2 separate regions of the Zeugodacus cucurbitae genome follow, and region 2 is linked to region 1. Evidence: chromatin contacts called from public Hi-C data. All regions are on one chromosome and are shown on one strand. The core of a region is the stretch at or near the end of the contact, and the rest is flanking DNA. Distances in the headings are between cores, read along the strand shown. Region 1 holds the start of LOC105213131 (ubiquitin domain-containing protein 1). Region 2 holds the start of LOC105213125.

What was found. A called contact is a pair of places that touch in the nucleus more often than the background predicts.
Region 2: a Hi-C map of whole body shows a contact between it and region 1, with 4 times the contacts expected there. The contact joins the promoter of LOC105213125 here to the promoter of LOC105213131 in region 1. A contact is called at or near these places in 2 of 2 Hi-C or Micro-C datasets (both in whole body).

The regions. Positions count from the first base shown.
Region 1 is chr2:25,777,347-25,784,011 of idZeuCucr1.2, reverse strand. It overlaps LOC105213131 (ubiquitin domain-containing protein 1), which reads right to left and starts at 3,478. Exons shown (of 4, transcript XM_011185699.3): 1 at 2,818-3,478; 2 at 2,460-2,712. The coding sequence starts at 2,905. It overlaps LOC105213132 (chitin synthase chs-2), which reads left to right and starts at 5,493. Exons shown (of 14, transcript XM_054229581.1): 1 at 5,493-5,625; 2 at 5,680-6,665.
Region 2 is chr2:26,023,048-26,029,712 of idZeuCucr1.2, reverse strand. It overlaps LOC105213125, which reads left to right and starts at 2,379. Exons shown (of 1, transcript XM_011185694.3): 1 at 2,379-4,530. The coding sequence starts at 2,431. The coding sequence ends at 4,389. It overlaps LOC105213124 (eukaryotic translation initiation factor 2-alpha kinase), which reads left to right. Exons shown (of 5, transcript XM_011185693.3): 5 at 1-378.

The DNA of each region.
Region 1 (6,665 bases), core at 2,229-4,728:
GCAATAGAACTGGAATTATACTTTGATTTTTTTTATTATCAATAGCATACACATATATGTATGTACATACCCATATAGAGCGGTTTTATACGAAAATATAAATTTCATTGCCAATTCCTTATTTAAATATGCTAAAAATTGCAGAAAACTGCAGAATTTATATTCCGAAATTGAAAACAGGCATAACAAGATTTGCAAAAAATCACCGCTTAAACGTGTCATGATTATTATATATTTCGCTTTATTTTTTATTCTAAAGTGCTGTTGATAATTTTCTAATACATATATTGCTTCATTTTATATATCCACTACAAAAGGTACAATAATAAGATTTTTATAAAAAAAAAATATAGTTTAATCACAATGTAAACGTGAAATAATTTCAGCTTTATAAACAAACACACTTAAATTTGCCATTGTTTTCTACTTGAAGCACCACAACAATACAATACACACAGCATTTTTAAAGGCTAGTCGTCAATTCTATTTAAAATTTATCTTATCACTGCGCTTTTAATTTCCTTATTGAATTCGTTTTGTTGTCATAAAATTAATACAAAAGTAATTAAGCGCGAGCATAACTTCCATTTAGCGATTCACTTGTATACTTTAGTAGCAGAGAACTATGAGAAATATTTTATATTAACAAAAAAATAAACATATACAAAGTGTTAAGCTCACTGATATCAAAGCACGCTATAAGCGTTAAAATAATAACAAGCTCGCGATAAACTTTAAATTCAAAATCAGTAGGTATGAGACAGTATTAGGCGGATTTTGGTAGCAATAAGAAAAAATTAAAATAAAAATTATAATAAAACGTTGCAAATGGCATTCAAAGAAGAGATGAAAATTTTATATAATATACATTAGCGAGTGAAATTACAATTCTACAGCATTCACCAATAAATATATGCACATGTGCGCCCACTAATCGAATCACGGCTAAACGGCAGTTTGTCTAGGTTTTTATCACCTGATTAACTTGATAATTGAATGTAAATGATAATTTTTTAGTTATTATTTATGTATGTAGAAAGCACTTGCACATTGATGTATTTGTATTGTAGACGGTGGCGTAAACGGAGATTTCAAGCTACACGTAAAATTATTAAATAAAGTTTAGAATTTTAGCTTTCATGGCGCAAATAATTTATATGAATTTATTTTTTTTATATAGTAAGAACTCTTTTTAGAAGCTTCAAAGAAATGACACTTAAAATCACGACTAAAGAACTGCAAGCATGATTAAATAATACTTTCGAGCTAGTATCTACGCTTAACCGGAGCGAACCAGTATTTATATACTACTAAAACGATATCTTTGAAGCATTTCACAAAAGTATTTGGATTAATTTTGAATTATACCGCTACAACAATTTAATATACGCAGGAAATAGTTAATTCCACACTGGCGACAAGCAAATTGCATTTAGATTAATTCAATTGGTTTCATTATGCAAGAAATAGAAACGTTAAAAACATTTACTTTCGGCTAGTTCTTCACATTACAATAATGTTCCAGCAAATATTGATAAATTTGTGTATTTAATAAGGGGCTTAGCTTGCCGTTGGTCACGAACAAAGCAGTTAAACCTACGACACAACGACCTGGCCGCAGACGACATTAACAAAGTTAGGAGAGATTGTCATTTGATTAGTGTTGCATGACCTGCCCCTAATCATTACATGAGGATTGTGTTAGTCAACCGCACTAATGCTATAAATATTGATTTTCGGTGAACACATTTATATTTTATTACAAACAAGCAGCTCTGCAAAATATTGGGGGTAACGCCGATTCTAATTTATAGTAATCAGAACACTAAAATAAAACAGAAAGCGATTACGTACAAAGCTTTGTCGAATGTTTGCCGCATCATGCGCTACACAACCACCGGCAGCTTTGTAGCTACATATGCGCGTACTTATATACATGAGAAAATGTTGAATATACCACAATATGTAAATATATCCATGATTAAAAGGCGATAAAGAATAAATGCATCAATTAAAGTGCGACGAATAGTCAAGCAGTAGTAGAAAGACATGGTTTATTGATATAGAGCGCGATGGAATTGAGGTAAAATAAACTTCGAGGTTAAATATGTTTGTGCGTTTCTCTTTTATATGCATAGGCGCGACAAACCGATGTTAAAACTCTATATACATATGTATATACTTAGACACCGCATGACGTGTTTTTATTTTGGTTACAATGCAATATTTGTTATGGTTTAAGAACTGATACCCGTACGTAGTTATGTCGGACACTATTATTCATACATACTATATAGTAAAAGCTGCTTATAAGTCTTCTTAAGTCACATATTATAATCACATTAATTAATAATATAAGTAAATGAATATTTGACTCCAAAATGAGATAATAAACGTCGCAATCAAACAAAAACTTTGTAGTTTGTCGAAATAATGCTACTACTTTTATGAAAACATACCCATTGGGCACCGATATATTCGCTCCGTCAAGTATTGCCTGCGCCATTTCGAAATTTAGCTCTTCCGCCGCATTTGTGGCTGCCCGTAGCGCATCCCAAATCTCTTTGCGACCATCGAACGCCGGCGCAGTATCCCAGAATTCATCGCGTTTCGAGCGCAGTTGGCCCTCCGTCAATGGCACATCGGAACGCCAACGTATTGTCTCATTGCACAGTGGGCGATTTTTACGCGATGGACCCATTTGGGCGCCGCCTAATTACGAAAAAGAATATAGATTGCGGACCAGTATATGTATGTGAGAGACTTGCAGTGCGTGCGCTAGTGGATTATATTGCACCCATTTAAGCGCTTACTCACCCGCGCCTGTCGCTGGCCTAGAAATACTCGCTGAAGATACACTGACTGTCTCATTGTCGGTGCTGTGTATGCCAATGCAACCACCCATATTTTCGCATACAATTTACGTGTTGCGCGTCCACCAAAACAGCGTACCAGCGCCGGAAAACACGTTCGCACGTATGACCGTGTATGACCGCAAATATTGAAAGGAATATAACGAAATAAATATCGGTTCAATTTGGAAATGCAAATTTTATTGGAGTGCGCGACGCGAGTTGTGTTTTACTGTCACTACTCGTGATCTTTATGTTTTCGAATTTGCTGTTTGATTTGATTTTCACTGTTGCACCACTTCGCTTGACGGCATTTTAGCATATGTATGTTTTATTTTAGATTTTCACGTTGCCTTTTTCAGACGACTATTGCAACCGCGCGACCAAATATCTGACGCACTTTTGATATGTTTTAAATGTAAAGTGCTAAAGGTAACACATTTAATTGATTTGAAATTTTTTAAACAGATCTTTTTGTAGTTTACACTGATATTTTATTTGCAGCTTCGCAAAAAATTCTTCACCAAACATTTCCGCAATATTTCCACAATCTTCGCTGAGAATTTTTTTCCTTTTACTATTTCAATTCCATTTCATTAATTTGACATTTCTATGCAGCGTGGCCACTTGGCGCTATTTAGAAAGCTCATTGTCAAAAAACATCGCAAAATATTGAGAGATGAAAATCCACCAGGTCAACTCTTCTTTATTTATATTTTCCAACTAAAAAGTAAATATTAATAATAATAAAATAATAGATTAGTGTACTTGCACACTTTATTAGCAAATAATTTTCATAGAAAAAATTTATTTGATCGGTAAATGATCTACAAGATATGCATACTTCTATAATAATTTGTTGATGTCACCATTTCTTTAACGAAATATTTTTTCCATTGCAACAATAATTATTTATTTGATTATTATCTTTTTGGTGAACAAAAATTCACTGAGTGTATCTCGCTCTGAAACCCATTTAAAATTTGTGCTCTTTCAGATTTCAGGTTCTAATAATATTATATGTTAAGAAAATCGAGCAATAAATGAACAAATCAAGAACATTACTGAATTATTGATTAAAAATAATATCATAAGAATATGGTTAAAGGTGGCAGCTCTGCAAGTTGTGTCAAAAATAACATCGCACGCAAAAGAATAACCACCATGAGGTGAATTAATAATCATAGAGCTTTTGATTGTTTGGCGGTTTTAGCATATCCGGCAGCTAAACTCGAATTATAATTATTTAAATAAATAACCGTTAATTGTAGTAACTATTTATAGAACATCTTTAAAGTGTTTAGTTTACTTACATATATGTACACTATAATATACGTAAACCCAATGTATAAAATGTATGGGCTCACGTTCGAATTATTTGACAGTTCATCACTATTGACATTTCTTCCACAAAGCAGTAAAATTAACAAAACAAAGTTGCAGAAATCATTTGCATTGTTAATATTTAATTTTTCTATTGATATATCAACGATTTTATGAATACTATAGAAAAAAGTGATGTCCACAGTGCAGTCATATGAAAGCGTCAAATATAGCTTGCCAATTAGCATAATTCATTAGATTGGTGGTACTACATCTCTATCGTGTGACGTTAGAGCGCTGTGCAAACCTAAGAAATTCAATTTAAAAACTAAGTTCTTTCTCAAATATGTAGTACTTTTCCAAAATGTATTTGCACTAAGTTATTATTATGAAAAAAAGTATTTGTATTAAATGCTAGCAAAAGATCATTTACGGGTTGAGTAACTAAAAATAGTACCGGCGAAAGAGAATGCTTGAGAAAATTTAATATTATAATAATATAAGACAATAAGGAAATTTATTTACGTTTCACGCAAAATTTGTTTAATCACACCTAACAAAAATTAACTTAATTAATTTTCAGATCACATGCAGTGAACTTTTAGTTTGAGCAACACCACCCAACAAGAAACCAACACATAAGCGTACATAAGCACATAAACACGAAACCGAAATGCTCAATTTAACAAAGAAACATAACAATTAAACAGCTGAGTTGGCCCAAAGACTAACATCGTCCGACCAGCGAGTCCATTCGAATTGAGTTGCATTTTTCAAATTAAGAAACTGGAATGGTCACTCATAGAAACATATAACCATAAACAATCAAGATAAAAGGGAGCAATATTAATACATTTGTGAAAATAAAAACAAAAGGTAGAAACAAAACCAGACGACCTCGACAAAACTCGCATAGTCAGTCGCTACACATGCCGAGTTTCGGAATCTACGAGTAACCAATAGCACCAACTAGATACGACCAGTATAGGTGCACACACATACAAAAACACACGTGTTTGATACCTATGTGGATTAAAGAGTTTATAATGCTAATTTTGTCAAGAAGTATGACGCATGAGATGAAGAAAAATAGTGCTTAAAATATAAGAAAACAAAAAGTAATCGGTTATTTTTGCGGTATCCGGTATGCGGTTTGACGCTATGGTCCGCTTCAATGATAGAACGAAGTTTGTAGAGAGAAACAAAGTTTAGATGCTTGATAACAGTAGTTTTGTCAGACGAATATTGCGGTTTATGAGAGTAATCTGGAATAATTGAATATAGGCTTGTCATAGCCTTCCTTCAGCTTCAAAATAGGTGATGTTTTGGACTTATGAATGAAATAGTGATCGATGGAGAATTTCCAATGTTTTTTTAACGAGTCCCTCGGGAACACACAGACGAAGATGCAGCGAGACTTTGAGATGAGAGTTCTAGAAACATTTCAAAGGTAAAGAGTTAAATATCAATATACTTTAAAATTAATTATTCCCTTACCCTTAAGATAGGACAAATATCTCCTGTCATCAAACAAACAGTGAGCACATTCGCGTCATTTCTCCCACGTTTCTGTTGAGAGTCATAAATTTGAAGTTGTATATAATTTGGACTATCTTGGAATATCTCGCAGAATCACTCTTGCCAACAGGTGTTACTTTGGACTGATTAGGCAATTGAACTCTAAAAGTCGCTTATTATTCACGTCCTTATGAATGGTGCAGAAGAGTGGACGATGTCAACATCCGATAAGACGACACAAGGACTTTTCGAGGGAAAGGTTTTAAACATGGGCAACGGCAAATACCTCAGACGATGGAACGATGTGCTGTATGAGTTATTCGACGATATTGACATAGTTCATCGAATAAAAAGACAGCGGCTGCGCTGGCTAGGTCATGTTGTTCGAATGGACGAAAGTGCTATAGCTTTGAAAGTGTTCAATGCAGTACACGCTGGTGGAAGCCGAGGAAGACCTCCACTCCGTTGGAAAAACCAGGTGGAGAAGGATATGGCTGCACTTGGGATTTCCAATTGGCGCCAAACTGCGAGAAGGAAGGACAAAGGAGTGGTGCACTGTTGTAAACTCGGCTATAACCGTATAAGCGGTGTCTGCGCCAGTTAAGAAGAATATTTGTTTACCAAATCAAGTATACTAAATGGAACCGGAACTTAAAATCTCTTAAGAATTTCGAAGAAAATAATTGGGCAAGCTAGGTCAAGGTCATGCTGACGCCATAACATATTATACATATATCTGAAGCATGGAATAAACGACGGTTCTATTTACAAATGATTGGATTGAACTATTCTAGACAACTTTTCCAACACACAAATTATAATTATTCAAATAAGAGAACCCACAGATACTTCCTTTATGTGTTGAACTTTTTAGGGAAACAGTAATATATGCAGATACCATACCCACTTGTAAGGATAAATACGATTATTTTACAAGAATAAATAAAGTTAAGCAATAAGAGGCTCCAAGTA
Region 2 (6,665 bases), core at 1,130-3,629, 250 kb before region 1:
TGTACGCGTGTGTGTATATGGCTGTGTAAACCTTTTTTTAAATTGGTAAATGAATTGGAAATGCTTGTAAACCGTGTTGGTGTCATGAACTTCCATGCATATGCGCTGCCTATATGTACATGTAATCGTGCTATTTAAATCTGTAGTTAGCTAGTTTAGTGATTTCTTATTATTTTTTTCTTCAAAATGTTACGTCATCGACTTCTACATTTATAAGTTAAAAACGGCGAGTAAGCAACTTAACGCTAGGCCATAAATCCATCCTCAAATAAATACTTAAAATACTGCAAGTATTACTAATTCCATGATTGTCGTTTCTTCAATAATTAATTCAATTGTTCACTATACTTTCCATAAAAAAATGAAATTTTTTTCAAATATCTACGAACATAAGTTTATTAATTTATTTTCTTATTGTCTTCATCTACTAACATTTCTTTTATAAATGCTTTTGACTTCTGCCTCTCCAGGCGAAATAGTAATTTAAGCACACACCATACATACACACATACCTATGTAGTTAGTAGTATTTTGACTACCGTGTATATTTCATAAATAGATAACATTAATAAAAAATATAGTTAAATAAGTAACACTGTTGTTTGTATTCGAGATCGATTATACACCATTCATCATGGTTGGTAGCGTGTTACGTGAGTATCAGTAATCCACGAAAGTTCAAATCCAAAAAAAAACTAACGGAAGACCCTGGATAATGTCCTGCCTGCAATGAGTCCATGCACAATACTAGTCACCTCTTTGCATGCCCAATAAACCCAACTTATCTTTGGTCCGACCCTGTCGAAACAGCACGTTTCCTGGGCATACCGTTAGATGACCTCGATGACGACCGTTCCGTTTCAGCAGGGCTGGATAATCGTTAAAACAACAACAACAGAAGTCCTTGGAGCGTTAAGAATTCAACCAACTACAATATCCTGAACGTCCAGCTCTTCTCCGTTATGGACCTCTCTCGGTAGTTGCTGTGCACATTAGCCGCTAAAATGAAAATCAGCTTTGCTATTAGAGTCGAACCAAAATCCGTGTCTAGTTTGAGACATAAGTTTGCATCCTTTAGTCGAATAATCTAGGGTTCTATCAATGTTTAGTTGTTACCCAAACCTGCCTGAACCGGCAATGCTAAATTAATTGTCATCGAAGTCATCTAACGGAAGATCCAGGAAACGAGCAGTTTCGACAATGTCGGACCAGAGGGAAATGGGTCTTAAATGAGTGAGGCAGGGATCTTTGAATGCAGGACACATATTGGTCCGGGTTCAGTCTGGATAACTAGGAGTTTAACTGGCTACAATATCCCGAACGAAGTTTCGCGAGGCAACTCGTGCTCTGTGTCTGCGCTGGGTGGTGTTTTATATTCAAGTACGCTTTCACTTGGAGGAAGTCGATGAAGGTATTAATGGCTCCTCTGTGAATGGCGTTCAGTGCTTGCCGAAAGTCCAGTCAGTATAGTTCTGTAAGTCGTAGACGTATTTCGTACAGCGTTCTTCACAGCCGAAATTTTAATGTCATCGCCAGAAATGTTAAGGTCTAAGTTTTTTTAACCTGGGCTGAGTCATACTCATTAGTCTGTAAAGCGCGATTGCGGGAATCGCGTTTAACCTCAGTTCTGAACTTTTTGGACTAGTTAATAGATTTGATTGATTAAATTTATTGGAAAGATTTCTTTGTGGTAAGATAAGGCTGGTAGAGTATGAAGGGATAGAATCTAGAGACTTATGTAAAGATAACCGTCACAACGGGTGTGGTAAAAGACATGCCATATAAAAGATTAAAAGGGTTACTCAGTCGTTTCGTGACCGTCGGAGACCAATGAGCTTTCGAAAGAAGGTGTGATCTACACCAACAATCTGAAGAAAGCCAAAATTTTTTAGACGGGTTAAATACTAAGTGTTTAAAGGACCGGCTTCGTATTAATAGATGTATGTGTACTTGTACGTTGTATCTGGAATCGTGCTGCGTAAGACCCCACTTATCAAAGGGTTAATCTTAAATTAATTAAATATTAAATACAATGATCTCAATCAATGTATAGAGAATTATGAGAATGTAAATATATGCTTACAAGTGTTTTGTTTTTGTTTTTTTTTTTTTGTTTTCTTATACGTAAGCGCTAAACATAGATAGAGAGACGACACTGAGCTTCTCGCTATTTAAGGTCAAGTGCATTGATATTGCTATGTGCTAACATACATACATACAATAATTTCCTATTTTCAGAGTGATTCAATACTATGATTGCAATTTTTACATTAAAAAAGTCTTATCACTTTTTAATAAAAACAACAATTACAACGACAAAACAAAATAACAATACGTTGGGAAGAATTTCACGATTAGACAAATAATACAAATTTCGCATATTCGCGAAAATCAGTTCGACTTGCGAAAGCAACGCGGTATCATCGAAAGATGAATGAAACGCGCCCGCAACGGTTTATTATTCTATTGTGTCTATTTTTAGTCCAACAAGGCGGCCAAGGTCACACGACCGAACCGAAAGTACGCACGGGACCCGCAGTCTCGCGTCTTTATCGGCAACAGCTCACCCATATGCTCAACATACTCGACGAGGATGCAGATCCGTGTGAAGATTTCTTTGCGCACGCTTGCGGCTACTACAACGAAGTGCTGAGCGACGTCCAGCAGCTGAGTGCGGATAGCGCTGATGAGCCGATGACAGTGCCTCCATATTTATATAACCACGAAGATCGTATGCTTTTCTTTGAGCGCAATAAAGAGAATTTCGGCACGCCACCGGGACAGTTGCTTGCCACGCTCTATAGTTCCTGTAAGAAACGCGAAACGCTCAACAAGTTGTACGGTCGTGGACCGCTTTCGCAATGGCGCCGCATGTTACGCGAAGTTCCCTTCCTCGCAGAGAATGCGCGGCTCTACAAGTCGTGGCCATTGCTGCGGATTGAATGGGACGAATTGCTGACGCAACATGCTTATCTAGATTGGTTAAAGTTAGCCGCAGAGTTGGCGGCACATGGCGTTACGAGTTTCGTACGTATTTTCTTTGCTGAGGGCACAATCTTTATTGCGCCGGTTAGAGCACGTCAAGATGTGCGCTGCGAATCGTTGAAGAGTTGGCAAGCGCAGTTGTTGCCATTCCGTTACACCGGCGGCGAACAGGCGGCGCAAGTGATCGCTAGCGAATTGCGAGCTTTTTGTCGAGTGCTTATCGGTGAATTACCTTTTGATCCTGAATTGTATACTGATAACGGTGGGCGAAACGGCAGTTACGATGATTCAGCACATAATTCGTTTAGCTACGAGAAATATTTTAAATATTTTCATGGAAGTTTGCGTTTCAGCGAACAAGATGTGTGCACTGCTCATGAGATATATACCGACGAGCAGCGGCTAGAGAATATATCAGCGCTTATACGTTCAACACATCCAAGTGTGCTCTTCAATTTCGTGCTTTGGCAGGCCTATGTAAAGCTAAGTTATGAAGACTGCTTTCTGTTGACTGAAGAGTTTGAACCGCTGCTGTTGTCCGAGTACTGGAATTGGGATGTGTTTAATACGAATTTCAGTCGCAAAGTCGCGTTAGCCACTTATCTTTATCACACAACACGCTTTCAGGAGCAACGACGCGCTGTGCTCTTGGGCGAACAGTGGGATCGCTTTCTATATGCGAAGCTGCAGCGCAGCAATTTCAATTTACCACGCTTACTCTCCACATATGCAAAAACTGACTTGGACCCGGCAAATCTTACGGAAATTTATGCGATAGACAAGTTCGTCGAGGGAAATTTTTATGGCAATTTGGTTACTTTGCGTCGTCGCCAACTGCGAAATACATTTTTCACCGCCTACATCGACCCCGAAGACTACAATCATCCCATTTATTTTCTGCGACATTTCCTGCATTTCACCATTTTGACCTTGCAACGCCCGTTGTTCCATTATTTCGCCACAATGGGTTTCGATTTGTGGCATAAATCTGATTTACTATACAATTCAGACGGATACTACACGTCCATGTATTGCTTGGAAAGACAATCGTTATTGCACTACGAAGATGCGCCGATATTTCAACTGCTGGGCGAATCACAAGTTGCCGATATTTTTCGGTTTTATCGCGCTTTCATCGAGTCTTTAAGGGATTACGATTTCTGGTTGGAGGGTGAGTCTTTCGCATTCGCGGAGGATTTTGTGTTGGAACATTTTCAATTGACTTCGAAACGCATTATGTTCTATGCCGTCGCGCAGTTGCATTGTGGACGAAACGATGAGTGGTTCAGCATACTGATCAATAGAAGCTTCATGAATATGCCACAATTCGCGACGGCTTTCGAGTGTGAGGCTGAAAGTCCAATGAACCCGCTGGTAAAATGCATGATCAATCACTGCGATTAATGGCGGCGTATGGATGAAGGATAGATAAATAATTTATTTAATTTAAGTATATATATATATCAGTGTAGGTTTATATAATATAGTATATAACTAAAATAGAATTCAAATAAAAATTGTGCAGAGTTCTACATCACTCATTTAACGCTTTGTTTTATTGGCGTCGAGCGCAAAGATGAAAATCACAAATTGTCTGTTTCTTCAAATGGTTAGCTCTAAACCCTACTGGTAAATGCTCGCCAATTAACTTCATAATTAAAAACATATTTTTTTGTTTTGTTTTGCAATTCTCCATTTTTATTATATCTCACTAATTTGCTTCACAATAGCTTTTATATAATGGTCAGTATTGTTTTTGTAATTCTTTTTTATCGTAATTTCTTAATCAACATTTGAAGCCTTCTAACTTATGGTTTATGTAACACTGGCTTGAACTTCGTGTTCTCTATTTATGATTTATGATTTATCATTTAATACTTATATATTTTGCTTTTTTGGTGTATGTGGTATAAACTTGTTTAGAAATACCTATTTATGCGAACTCGTTTATCACTAATTTATTTGATAGATTTTTATTATATTTAAATTTTTTTTAATTTGTCTGTATCTAATGCTTAAGTAATTTGTTAAATCATTAGTTTGTTGCATACTCGTGTCAAACTTTTGATTGCTGCGCAAATAACGGTTTTATTACCTATTGCAAATTTCATATATGTACATACACATACAGCTGTGTTCATAATAATAAGTTTGACTGGAAAAATTATATTTATAAAAGTGTCTTTGAAGGAATTTAGTACTCGTATTGTTTACCACAAACTTTTCATAAACTGTTCTCTTTTTCTCAACACTTTTTGACAAAAAACAGTTTGGCCGATTTTTAATCAAACACTGAATAGCGAGGCCCGGTATGATTGGCATTGGAAATAGAAGCCCTCTACTGTTTTATTGCTTATTTCAGTGTAGAGTTTTCTTATAAGAGACATCTGATAATATAGAATAATATTATAAAACAATAAGCCGGTCTATCTCTACATGTCTACAAACAGGGCTTGAGGTAAAATGAAATTTCTCTTCAGAAAGCAATCACGATAAATGATTTTTGAATCCAAAAGAGATTTTAACAATTTTAGATCTTAACAAAGACTGTGTTAAAACTAAACGACTACAACTCGGTATTTCAAGCTGAGATTGTCGGACTAAGGGAAGGCGCTTGGTGGGCCTGCCCTAAATAAACAGGTCCATCAACTTTTTTGTGGACAGCCAAGCCGCAATTAAGGCTATCTGCTGCGCCAACACGAAGTCTCAATGTGTCAGATCATGCAAAGAGGCAATAGACTAGCGGGAGAAAATTCAGTTAGAATTATCTGGGTACCCGGCCATATAGGTATAGAAGGAAACGAAAAGGCAGATGAGTTGGCTCGCTCAGGAGCAGCTGGGAATGCAGTTCCCTTAAACTGCTCCAGACCTTTCAGTTCTCTCAAGCGCTGCCTAAAGCATTGGATGCTAGGGAACATGTGCAACACGGGTCGTACCTGTACAGACCAAAAAACTTCTTACTTTAAACAAAAGAGAACTAAGCTGTATCACAGGGGTCATCACGGGACCCTTACCTTTAAGAGGCCACCTGCAGAGACTTGGCATCAGAATGGCAGTAGAATCAGCTGAATGCACGAAGATGACGAGACACTAGAGCATTATCTCTGCGAATGCCCGGCCTTCTGTCGGTTAAGAAGAGATACCTTTCAAGGCTCCCATTACTCTAATCTGAGAGAAATTGGGTAGCAATTGGGGCAGGGATGGAATAAACTCAGAAGCTTCGTTAAATCGACCGAGTTCTTCAGGTGACGCTTATCAGGGTACCTTCGGGGAGCACAATTGGCCTAATAATGGCCTAAGTGCGGCCGCTTGCGGTCAGGCTCTCTTCGCCTCCCTTTTCAACCAACCAACAAAGATTGCCAGATTGCTCTCAGAAAATAATGATCATTTACTGGAATAACAATTTCCAAGTTTTAAAATTTGAACTTATTATTTCTACAACATGTTATGATTTATATGGATTAGCTGGGTTTACGATCTAAAACATATTCAAAGCTCGGAACACAGGTTCAAGATTTGTTCCAAAAATAGAACTGATGAGAGAAGAAATAAATGATAATAGTATTAGTGGTATAAAAACTCTGATAAAAAGATAAAACATTTTACATTTATGTCAAGAACTTTTCAAGAAGAAAAGTAATTTGGTATAAACTCTGGAGAAAAGTGCGCTGGAGAGATCT